Regions from separate parts of the Mus musculus genome. Here region 2 is linked to region 1. The links are chromatin contacts, called in public HiChIP or PLAC-seq maps. All regions are on one chromosome and are shown on one strand. The core of a region is the stretch at or near the end of the contact, and the rest is flanking DNA. Distances in the headings are between cores, read along the strand shown.

The links. HiChIP or PLAC-seq counts read pairs in DNA pulled down with a chosen protein or histone mark.
Region 2: an H3K4me3 HiChIP or PLAC-seq map of forebrain shows a contact between it and region 1, with 6 times the contacts expected there. The contact joins two enhancer-like sites. A contact is called at or near these places in 2 of 115 datasets of contacts at active chromatin or transcription factors (embryonic stem cells and forebrain).

What each region holds. Positions count from the first base shown.
Region 1 is chr12:105,960,029-105,966,278 of GRCm38.p6, forward strand. No RefSeq gene overlaps it. Among named protein-coding and RNA genes, the nearest start is that of Vrk1, 47 kb to the right of the region's middle. Within about 2 kb of position 2,828, at least 119 of the 459 cell types and tissues checked have an H3K27ac peak or open chromatin away from gene starts, as enhancers often do. A contact at or near this core is called in forebrain, where this site is marked.
Region 2 is chr12:106,307,865-106,314,114 of GRCm38.p6, forward strand. No RefSeq gene overlaps it. Among named protein-coding and RNA genes, the nearest start is that of Gm24986, 90 kb to the left of the region's middle. Within about 2 kb of position 2,492, at least 73 of the 459 cell types and tissues checked have an H3K27ac peak or open chromatin away from gene starts, as enhancers often do. A contact at or near this core is called in forebrain, where this site is marked.

The sequences.
Region 1 (6,250 bases), core at 1,578-4,077:
TTTATCTTGCACCTTTTGAAGGAAGCAAATTAAAAATGTAAATTGGGAGCTAATTAATATGCAAATGTATTCATTCGCAGTTAACAATTAGCAATTAAACCTGCAGTGTCTACAAAGAGCACGGACAAAATTAGTAACTTAATTTATCATTAAAAAATGAAAACGTACACAAAATTTTAATTGACTTTCAAAATATTTTCCCTGCATTTCTTTTTCTTTCATTTTTTTTTAATGCTGAAAGAAATTCTAAAAAATATTATGCCTTAGCATTACGAATGAAACTGGGTGCACGCAGTATTCGGGGAGTTCATTTAATAGGAAAGCACGTTAGGAGAAGTTTGCCTTTTATATGAGGTATTAAAAAATGACATTTAAGAATGTTGACTTGTGTTTCATAGTTGAGTTCAAGACAGAAATAAATACACAGACTCCCCCGTGTTTGGGAATATAGATGGCAGAGATTTGTATGGATAAGGGGCACACTTCCTGTATGAATAGATGTGGCTGTGCATGTGTGTGCATGCGAGTTGGTGCCTTCCAGAAGATACACAGCAAGAGCCCAACCAAGCCATTTCCACGCTCCTGGTTCAGCTTTGAGAATTCCAGTATAAAACGGTTGCATGAAAAAAAAAATCAGCAACAAACAGCTTAAGATGTAAATAAGACACTCTAGGCTGATCGGGAGACGCATTTGCATTCCGTGTTACATTAAGCCACCCACACCACCACCCAGGCACGCAGATTCTCCACTTCTGCATATTTTTCTGACTTTGAGGTCGGTCTCCTACCCCCTCTCCCTGTCAGCCTAGCTCTGCCTGCAGATGTAGGCTTGTGTTTTCTGCACATTTCCATTCTAATGTCACGCAGCATAGGATAGGCGCCCAGCAAACGCGAACGAGCTGCTTGCAACCTTATTCTGGGTATTTAAACAGCACCTGCCGCCGGGCCCCATTAAGTCTCATTCACAAATGTTTTTCTTCCGTTCGGTCTCCATTCATCGATGGCCTCTCTGCATCCCCTCCTTGGATCCTCTTATGTTTAGAATTGGGCTGCACTGCCTGTCTTCTGGTCCACGCTGGCTCCTGGTCTCTTCCCTTAGAGTTGGGTTTTATCATCAACAGAGTCACTGCAGCACTCACAGGATAGTTTCAGCCGGGTGGCAAGTCTGGCTGTTTTCTATAGACAATAAACATCTCTCTCTTCTGAAATGACTCTAATGCAATTCAACCCACATTGTACAGCCTATTTCTATCACAGGCATAAAGGACAATGGTCCCCAGTGTGAGATTCTCAGGAGCCAGGAGGCCATGACAGTCAGAGTTTAAATTGATTTCGCCAGAGAAGGTGTTTGCTCTCTTTCTGGCAGGTTTTTCTGGCTTCAACTGTTATTCTTCTTAGATATGGACTTAGCTTATAAACCAGTGTGTGTGTGTGTGTGTGTGTGTGTGTGTGTGTGTGTGTGTATGTGTAGATTAAAGAAGTAATCTACCCTTTTATCACAGTATCGAAAACATGTACCCTTCAGATGATTTCCAATATGCCTGATAACCCCAGAACTTAAAAAAAAAATTCTTAGTTTGAACTTGGAATTAGGTTACAATGGTAAAAACAGGACCCTTGACTTGGGTGAAGTTATTGTGTTGTGGATCTGCTCACGTCCGTTTGACAGGAGAATTTTTATATCAGGACTCTGCCTAAGGTGTTTCAGGGTATAGGGAGCAAGCAGGGAGCAAGGAACCAAAGGGGTATCTCAGCTCAGCTGGTAATAGGGTCGCCATTCAGAGGAACCCACCACCAAGTCCAGTCCGCGTCTCTAAGGGCTTTAAGGTTCGTAGAAGGCAGCCAGGGACCAGTTTATAGAAACACTTCCTCCTTCTTTTAGAGAAAACAACATTCAATCTCAGTGCGGGGGGCGGGGTGGGGGTGGGGGGAACGTGGACTTTGTCACGGCCACTGCTGAGGGAGTACCTCAGACTCTTCCCTCCTCCCGAGCACCCCTCGGGCTGCTGAAGAAAGTGCTGGATGATCTCCTCCCAATATACAATATGTAAATCTCAATGCGAGAAGCAAATAAAAAACCCAACCTGCACGTAGTCTACCTCATCTGCCAAAAGAGACCCAACCGGCCTTCCATACTTTTTTTTTTTCTTTTTGCTCGGGCGCCTGCGGTAGCAAGCCGTTACAACAATCCGAAAATTAAGTTACCACAATTAGGAATTAGAAGCAGGTGGCATAATAATGGTGCTTTTTTTTTTCATTTCATTTATTAGCAAAAAGAGGGAGAGGCGCTTCATTTATTTTCATCAGCCCTCAGTAAAAGCATAGCAATTTGCAACACAAAAATCATTTCAAGTACCTCAGCCTCGTGCAACCTCGTTTTCCTTTTTTTTTTTTTTTTTTTTTTTTGCTTAAAAGCCTTTTAAAGTTTGCCTGCCCACCACCCCCGCCCCTCGAAAGTGGAGTGTGTGTGTGTGTGTGTGTGTGTGTGCGCGCGCCCTTACCCCTCCCCTCCCCCATGTTAGGTGACGAGGTAAGTGCAGATGGGATCGGATTATTTCCCCCCCTTAAAAAGTTCCGGGGAGCAGAGTTGGAGGTTGGGGGGGGGCACCAGTATGCCCTGCCTCCTTTGCCCAGTTTCTGTTTCACACGGCTTGTGTGTAACATCAAGTAAGGCACTCGACAACTCTCTGCACGCCCCCCCCCCATCAGCCACTCGGGGCCTCATCCACACCCCTGCACCCCTGAGCAGCCCAGCACCCTACAGGCTGCCCGGATGGTCCAGGACCCCAAGGCACGACAACCCTTGCGCTCCCTCTAGCGTTAGTATCTGGGATCGTCATGGGCTGCTGCGCAGCTGAGCTGCCTGCAATCCCTTGGTGTGCGAGATGATGTGGCGTGCACTCCGTTGCTGAGTGCACTCGATGTGCGGGGTGCACGGAGTATGCCGGGCGCTAGGGACTCCTGGAGTTGGATACGTAATTTTGCACGATGCTCCTGCGACCCCACGGTGGGAGATGCTAATTGCCTGCTTTGGGCGGCTCTTTCCATGCTTAAGGCTCCTTTCTCGTGTTGCCCCCTCAGTCCAAGAACTACACTCCAAGCGAGCCGCTGCCCGCTTTCACGCCAGCTCGTAGACTGTGTCTCTCCTGGTCATGGAGAGGTCGCAATGCCAGGCGGTCCCTGTTTTACGCACCCCTCTTCTGCCCGCGCCTTCAACTCCGGGCTGGTTTCACTTTGTCTCCAGTTGGGCCATCTTGGGTGTCCGGGATAGCGGACTTCCTTTTCTGAGCGCTCCTGTTGCTGTTCTCTTCTCGCCACCTTCTAGGTCCCTCCTCGGCCTCCCGCCACAGAGCACGTGTTTTCTACCGTCTTTCTTCTTTGGCGTGTACTTTTCCTTTGTATTTCATCCTTTCGGTTTGCTTCTCTCTCACCTGTCACTACTAAACCGTGTTAGAATGGAGAAGACACGGGCTAGAGGACCCCACAGCCGGCAGTGCTGGGGAGCCCTCTGTAGGCTCCTACGTCTTTCTTACTTCAGTGTGAAGTGTGTCAGCTTGGTTTCCAGACTTCACAAAGGTTGTAGGGATTTGAGGAAGATCAAACAAGCCGTGGGCACACCTGCCAAGGGGACGGGGCAGGGTGGGGTTGGGGGAGAAGACCAGAGACAGAGATGGGAGGAGGGGTGGAGGCGAGACAGCGCTGCCCTTCTGGAGTATAATTTGGCAATCCATACGAAGAACCTTTTGCACATTATCAGTAATGCCACTTCTTGGAATCCAGCCCAAAGAAATAATATGAAAGGTTAAAAAAATATTTTGGACCCAAAAATGTTAATCACAGGCCTGTGAGATAGCTCATCAGCTGAAGAAGAAAACCAACTCCAGCAAGTTGTTCTCTGATCTCCACAGGATGCCACGGGGCCTACATACCCTGCCCTACATAATACATTAATAAATAAATGTAATTTTAAAAAAAGAATCAAACTACAGGGGGCATGAAGAAATCTTGGGAATAGGCCATGGAGTGGTCAGCCTGAACGCAGGACCCCGGGCAGACACGCTGACTGTCCTGGTGAGGCTGGACGCAGATGCAGACGCACACAGAAAACATCTGGACGCGCCCGTCCAGGCAGCTGGTACCAAACATGGTTTCTTTCCTTCCTTTTTCAACTTCTCTTCTGCCTCCTGGTTTTCTGGAGGGAGCTTGCATTTAAGGATGGAATAAAAACATAGGCCTCTCGATTTCCTTTGCAAACAGCAAGCCCCTGAGAAAAAGGACAGTGAGGCCCAGTGTCTGCATGTACAGGAGCTGTGAAGTACTGGAAAGTGACCGAGATGAGGATGCGGGGGTTGGAGACAGAGCGTGGGTTTGGGGAAACTTTGCCTGCTTCCCATGAGCCGGGCACTGCTGGGCTCCATGGGCAGAACCACAGGTTCTGCTGGTTTGTTTATCTAATGTTTACATTTAGTTAGTTAGTTAGTTAGTTAGTTAGTTAGTTAATGGGTGAGGTGTGTGTGTGTGTGTATTATTGTGAGAGAGAGGGAGAGGAGAAGGAAGAGGGCAACTTGAAGGAGTCCTCTCCTTCCATCATATGGGCCCCAGGAGTTGAACTCAGGACATCAGGTGTAGTGTCAAAGTTGGCATTTTGGATTCTTTAAAAACAAAACAAAACAAAACACAGAACTATTGTAACAATATGTTTTTGTTTTAATCCCAGGAGTGGGATATGGGGCTGCTTCAGACTGTCCACAGCAGCTGGCTGTGATTTGCCTCGTGCTCTAGCAGAGGAGTGATTGTGCCAGCTGCAGATAGTTTCTGTGATTGTGTGATGTTTGGAATGCTGGGGACTTTGCAGAGGGTATATAAATGCCAGGGTCCTGAGAGGTGTGGTGGGATGTTAGTTGGTCTTGGTCGCTATAGGTCATTGTTGGTCACCCTTTGTTAAGTACGGTGCCCGAAGAAGAAAGAAGAAATTAGATATCCTGTTGGAAAAGATGATATACTTGTCCCAAGAAACTCCTCACTCCTAGTCAGCAGGAAGTGATCTAATGATGTCACCCCTTTTCCCTCTACCCGTTTTTCTCTACTATGTAGTGTTAGGGGGTTGAAAGGGTGGAAGGAAAGGGGTGGAGAACGGTGGAAGAAAGAAGACCTCACAAAATAGGCAAAGTCCGGCTACAGTCAGGCCTAGCAGCAAGCATTTTTTCTGGCTCCGCCCACTTTGCTAGCCTGGAGCTGATCAGTTCTTTCATGTTGATGAAACACCCCTTCTGGCCTGGGGTCTCAGTTGGAACTAGACCCCCTGTCTCTAGGCACCTAAACACTTATTCCAATAGTTGTCACAGCTATCTTATCTTGTCACAAATAGGGTTGTGTGTGGATAGGTACACCCTAGAATATGACCCAAAATGCTGGGCACATGCATTGAGCACTCACTGGGGACCAGGGCTGTAAATTCCACAGACCCTTCCTGATGAAACTAGAAACTGGGGGAGTTCAATTCCCATGACCTTTCACCTCCTATGTCAGACCTTCTGATACTGTCTTCCTGTCCTCCATTCCCTTCTGTCAAGCAAGACATTGGACCTGGTATGACAGCCACCCTCTGAAAATGTGTCCAGGGCCACTGAGCAATCGAAGCTGCCTTTTAATTCATTGCGCTTGATGTATCAGCATGAGTTATAACTGCAATGTCCGATGGCCCAGTTCACTAAGAACCTGTCCTCAGCTCTGCCTGTGACATGGTCATTCACATCTCTCCTTTATGTTCCTCTGTCACTACCTCTGCAGTGCGAACGTCACTGCTGTGGCATGCCTGGTTTAATAGCAGCTCTGCCAATGTGTGGGAGCCCAGGTGAGCATCTCTTCAGGGACCTGGGTCTGAGGGCTGAGAGCCCTTGTGGAAGTCTTTATACCAGGAGAATGGACAAGCGACAGAGCTGCAAAGTTTCTTCTCCTCAGACAAGCAGGTGCTAAAACCTTACCAGTAACAGAGCCAAGACTCTCTGAGGACAGTACTAATGGGCATTCCTTAAAATTTGCTCTCTGAGAACCTCTTGTGTCACCCTGACTCTGGCTCTGCTGGGTACCCACAGCCAGCTTCTCTGCCCCTCTTGGAATCCTGCAGTTTCTGGGGTTTCTATCTGATGTCTGCGTTTGTATCTGTCTTCTCCATTAAGCTTAGCATCCCTACGGGGCTGATGGTTTCTCTGTCCCCAATGAGGACTGAATCTACAGGACCCACCGCACA
Region 2 (6,250 bases), core at 1,242-3,741, 350 kb after region 1:
CAGATTGAAAAGATGTAGGAATCCGCCCAGCTGCTGGGGAGATGGGTGCCCAGATACCATGCTGGGTGCAGCGTGTCAGTGCGCTGTCTCTTGCGGACTGAACCTAGCTATGACTAAAACAGTCTCCCACCCAATCTCCTTTGTCTTTCTGAGTTTTAAAACCTCTTCCGAGTTCTCCTTGCTACAGTTTTTAGGGCACGGTGCTGACCACTGATCTAAATCATTTGTAGATCATTGTCTTTGCACGTATTCTGAGAGGCGATGCCAAATCCCCAGTTTTAAAACAGATTAACAAATATTTCAAGAAGCCAGATTGCAGATGACTCTTTGCAAATCCTAAGAACCTGCCTGCCACAAATGATCTTCTTGACAGAAATTATTTTTTAAAAATGAGTTTATCTCACTTAAACACCTAATATCCCCCCCCCACCCCCACCATAAAAGCTTCTATGTTGGCTCGGTCTTACAAGAAATTTCTAGGGCGGGTATTCAAGCCCTTTTAGCCCTCAGGGTGAAAGTTATGGGAGAGAGTGTGTTACATTTTGAAACCCACTTCCTTAGAAGACCGCTTCTGAGGAGCATTGTTCAGGCTGGAGGTCTGAAGAACTTGTCAGTTTCTGCTTCCGTGGGGTTTTATGTGTGTGTGGCCAGGACTAAGAAAAGCTATTTTTGGCCTCTCTGTTTGTTTTAGCATGGGTGGCTTAAAACAATAGAAATAACATCCAAGCAAACCTACCTGGGATGTGTGTGGAGGTTCACACTAAACTGTCCGGGGTTCTGTTCGCTGCTCCTAACTGTGGGGGCAAGCTAGCCATGGTCGCTTCCTTCAGTGGCAAGGGGATGGATGCGTCTCTTGCACATTGCTTCCTAGTCTGAGAGGAATGATTTAACCCACTGAGACGACCACGAAGGTAGACATTTAGGACGTGGTATCTCTCTGGCTTTTTGCTCATTGGAAGCCAAGGTTTATTTTTTTTTCCAAGTCCTTTGTGAAAATGTCATAGTGAAGTGAACCTGTTACATAGAACAAAGCGTCTGTCTGTTTTCCTTTTGTTCTTATTTGTTTTTTGTTGTTGCTGTTTTGGTTTTCATCGTCGTTGTTGTTATTGGTGCCGTTCTTCCGTTTACGGAAACCTCCAGCTTCTCTGCCGGGTGTGCTCGGTTATCCTGCCTCTCACAAGGTGCCGGTAAACATGGTGGAAAATTTCCGGAGCTTCCTCCCCAGCAACAGGGTAATGTCAGGCCAAGTTTTCTGAGGCGCTGCAGCTTGGCTGCCAGAGAATGGAGAAACTTTGATGGGAGAAGCTGTGATCTCGCACAGCTTCCAACAGTCACAGAGGCACGACCTCCGCTTGGACCTGCACATCTGACTGTAACACCCGCCTTTCAACTGCTGCGTCCAAGGGGCCTCCCACAAAGCCCCGCACAGTTATTATTGACCGGCATGGGGAAGGGAACGTCTCAAAACATGCCATTTAATCAAAGGCTCAGAAAAGCAAGTTTTAAGTCCCCCCGGGGGTGGAGGGAGGTGGAGGTGGAACTACAACAGAACGGGAGCACCAGTCCAAGGTTGATAACGTGAAGAACTGGGGGAACTCCACACACCTGTGTGGGATGCTGCAAGGGCCTCAGTACCCCGATTCTGCGGGTTCTCAGCCGGAGCGAGGTTTGGTGTCTCTACTCTTTTTTTTTTTTAATCACATTTGATCATCTATAGCATTGGGCTGAGAATAAGACAGAGAATATTGAGCCTCCACTGTTACAAAAGGCAGCATCAGTACCCAAGAATCTGGTCAAGGCCTGATCGGATCACTATTTAATCTGTCACAAAGATGCTGAGTGCTGGCCTGTCTGATCTGTCTCACAGTAACTGAAGGAACCCAGGGAGTCAGGACAGACATTTATTCCTGGTTATATATGGAACAAAGTCCCAGGATGTCCGCTTGTGGCCATGCCACACAATCTCCTGACAGTAACCAAGGTGAAAAGGTTCTGCCCGGCCAGCTCTGCGGTGCCTCTGCATGCTGGCGTCAGTTGGAAGCGTTTATTTATAAACCTTTTGCTTCCTCGGTCAGCTGGGCGATTTCATCGCACACCCTTGGTTGGTAAAGAAAGTTAATGTTTCGGGTCCCTGTTTGGCTGGAACAAAATTGTAATTAAAAAAATTAATTTCTTATGGTTTCAAAGCTGTTTGTAAACCATAACGGAGTTTTTATATGACTCCAGGAATCTGGTTCATGCCCATTCTCAACAGAATACGGAAGGGCAGGAGGGTCCTGGGAATTACAGGAAAACCCAACAGAGGACATAGCAAAACTGCTCCCCGCTGCTGCCCAGGACAAGGAGGGCAGCCGCCTGCAGCACAAGCAGCCACCTGTTGCTGGACAGACTCCTGCCTTGCCTTAAAAACCAAAGGAAAACAAAATAAACCCTCAAGAAAACCCAGAGTCCTAGGGGTAGCGTAGGGAGCAGCAGAAAGGCAAGGGCTGGGTGCAGCCATCTTTAGGTCTTCCAGAAGGGTGGGGCTCCAAGAGGAAATGGTGATGTGGGTTTCCCTTTAAAGACCGCTTTGCATGCTTTCAAAAATTTTTTTCTTCTTATTTTTGTTATGTATTATTATTATTACGTTTTTATTTTTAAATTTTTACTCGGTGGCTGTGAAGAACTTTACAACAAAAGCACAGCAGGACTTTAAATGGCTTAGGAAGCCAGACTCTGGGTTAGTCGGTGGTTGGTCTGTCTGCAATTGCCCACTTTCCCAGCAGCGGCAGCGCTGTAGTGCAGTGCTGGCTGCTGGCCCTCTCCTTGGGGAATCATTTCATTTGGGAGGCTCTGCCAGGCTGACCCGGGAACCCTTGACCTTCAGGGAGACCTGTGGTCCCTGGGAGGTGGTGTTGGGGTGATTCTCACCCTCAACTCGGATTCGTCAATGCTATCTCTCATCACAGGGCCTCACGGGCTGGGGGTGCACACCCCGAGTTTCCTAGCCACCAGGTTCAGCGCCACCCTTGGACAAGTCCCGAATTCCGCAGAGCGCTTGCACTTTCCCAAATGCTATTTCTCCAAAGAGCAACCCGATTTAAACAGATTTCACTTTGCTCATAGCAGACCCCCCTCCGCAGACTCGGTGGCTGGGGGACAGAGGTAATCACAGGCCACCAGCCTGGCGGGACTCGCGATGTCCCAAGGCTCCGGAGCGAGCGCCCTGTGGTGTTTTTTCTTTTGGGCGCGGAACTGTTTTCAGCTTCCTTTTTGTTTCTTCGCTTTCGTCGCATTTCCTTTCTGAATCTGCCCTTCTGCCTAGTGCGGCCCTAATCTCCCTGATCGCAGAGCTTGGGCGCGGGGGCGCAAGCGACCCCCGCAGCAGGGGAGGGCTCTCAGATCACAATCTGTGAGACACCTGCCTGCGCTCTGCTCAACTTCCTGCCTTCCTGCCCATGTTACTGGGGTGGGTTCCATTTCAGAGAAAATCGACTTTTGAGTCTCTCTGGTGCCTTCAGGGCCCGGTGTGGGTGGGGGAGAGGGCAAGGCGAACACCACATGGAATGAAGTGAGTGTCTTGGGTTCCCTGTATCCTCCACCATATGTAAATCTCTCCTTCTAGGTGCCTGTGGTTCTGCCTCTATGTCTCTGTCTCTATTTCTCTGTGTCTCTGTCTCTCTCTCAATTCTAACTTCTGTTTTCCTACAGAACTACTAAGACAAGGACATAAGCCCAGAAACTGCCATTCAGAGCCCATGGACGGAAATGTGGCTTTCTGAATTTTCTCTTTTGAGGCAGGGCCTGTTGTTAGGCCATGCTACAGAGGAAATGGAGGCATAGAGTTGTGACGAAGCTTGGCTCCGATGGGGTAGCTGGGATCCCAGTTCAGAGCAGCACCGGGATGCTCTTGTGCACAGCTGAGAAGCCCCCAGCTGATGACCCCTGACAGCAGGCACCCTTGTCTCTCTTAAGGGAGACTATTCCTGTACTGTTGCACACACCCCCTTTTTTCCTTATTAGTTTACTTTAATTTTGAGTTTGGCAGGAAAGCCTATGGCGGCCATCAAGGGGAAGCGCTCTGATTAGAACTGAAGCCTTCCAAGCGCATGTTTGCTACTTTAAAACTCTTTCTCAGGCAATGAATATGGATGGTGGTTGTTTCCTATGAATATGGAGGAGCGGGTGGGGGTGTGTGTGGCGGATGGATCACTATTTAACATTAACTGCTGGTAACCTTTCCTCTTCTCTGGCTTCTGTGCAGTATTATCCCGGGAAGGGTCAGCACCCGTTGCCTTTTTGCAAAATACAATTAGTCACTTTTTGCCACATGTGCTTGCCCCTGGACCTTATTTGCCATCCCATATAATTATTAGAAAAATCTTCTAATTTTATTTGAAATTCTAAGTTGACACGTAGGTCAAAGTTCGTGACACAGCATTGTGTTTAATTTCTCTTTCGTTCGCCTCCCTTGGACTCCTGAAGAATGACTCTCAAAGGAAGCTTCCAGCCCCGCTCTGGGTCTTATTACCGCTGTAACAGTGGGAGCCATTCGAAGCAGCTCTGAGTGCCTGCTCCAGAGATGATGGTGTCACCGGCAGCCAGCTCTTCAGAGATCCCTGTCCAGATGGCCTGGATGGACGCATCCCACACAAATGGCAGACTGGCTTTCAGTAACTAGTACTTTCTGTTTCCTTCTGCGATGCTTTCTGCTCTTCACCTGAATAGCAAGCAGCCATATATTTTTTAAGGTACTTCTTAAGCCTTCCTCTCTGCACCCTTCCCTGCTCACGCAGGAGTTGGGTCATTTCCCCTCATGTTTTCCCTCCTGTTCTTGCTTTAAGTGTGGCCCTGGCCACAACCACATTTTGATGTTCCCCGTTCTTGTGGCATCTGTAGTCACACTGCCTGGGCTCCTATTCTGACCCTCGTCACTCAACAACAGTAGCCTCGTTTGTCTAGCAGAGGTGGCAGTGTGGTTTTACCCTCTGGAGCCTTTGGATTAGATGAGATACTCCTTAGTGCCCGCTAAGGCAGTGTTCCACAGGGTCACAACATGGCTGCTTCTCTTCAGACCCACGAGCTGCCTAAGAGCAGGGGAGGGCTCCTTACTGACCCTGTCTTCCCTCACTCCCGCCTTCTTGCCTTCTCACTCTCTTTTTCCCTGTATTTCTCTCCCCGTTCTCAAACTCTGTCTAGCCTATTGCCTCTCCCCCCCAATCCCCGAGGGATGCATTTCCTCCCTCTCCTTGACCCACAGTGGGCACTGTTCCTAACACTCATAATTGGTTCGTGTTCTGGGAACCCTGACAAGAGTCTGGTACTGGAGACATCGAGGGTCAGAGGTCATGAAGCATCAGTCACCCTGAGTTTTCTCAGAACTGACCTCATGGAAGATAATTGCTAGGCTCTACCATGGGTTCAAAGAGGCAAAAGAACTTCCGTACACTCACTCAGCAATTGGGGGTGATAAACAGATGTGTCAGCTCCTTCATATAAGGCCATTCAGCCAAGAGCAACTCTGCTGCAGGAATTGAAACCTGCCCCCCCCCCCCTTTCTGATTCATCTGACAGCATCTTTTTTGGTATATCTTGTTCCAGTACAGAGTTACCATGTCCAGGACCTTAAGCTCCAGAGCCATGCCTGCAGAAGCCTAGCCATTTGAAAATAATTTTCTCAAAGAGATGGTTAAAGACATGTTAACCTCTGGGTCTATTGGATCTACCCCATTTTGAGTCACTGGTAGCTTCACATAGGTAGCGACACCCCAAGAACTTAAGCAGTGAGCGACTACCGTGAGCCACACAATGCACGTGTATACTAATTAAAGAGCCTACTATGCTCTCCATAGCATATGCCCTTGTAGCAGGTCAAGCCTAGGCTTTACTGTGGGATACAAACTTTTCTTCCTCTGACCAGAGCTTACCATGGGCCCACTTCTCGTGGGGGTCTCACTAGGACACTTATTCCTTTAGTCTGGGTGTACCATGTTCAGTCTCCTTGCCCAGAGAGCCTCTGCCCACCCCTGGCACCTTCTTGTCACAGCCTTTGAGCCCTCCATAAAGGCAACACCTGTCCCTCTGGCCCCTACCGTCCTCTGTTCCCTGCATTCTGTTGCCCACGTGATCTCGTGACTGTCTTGGAGTGGCCTTTGCCTGTGTTGCTGGTTTCTGACCTTGGTCTGTCTCCCTTATGAGGCTTTGTGTTCTGTTTCTGGGTCCTCTACACCCTCTCAGACCACTAAACGTCTACCCCCAAACTGAATCTACA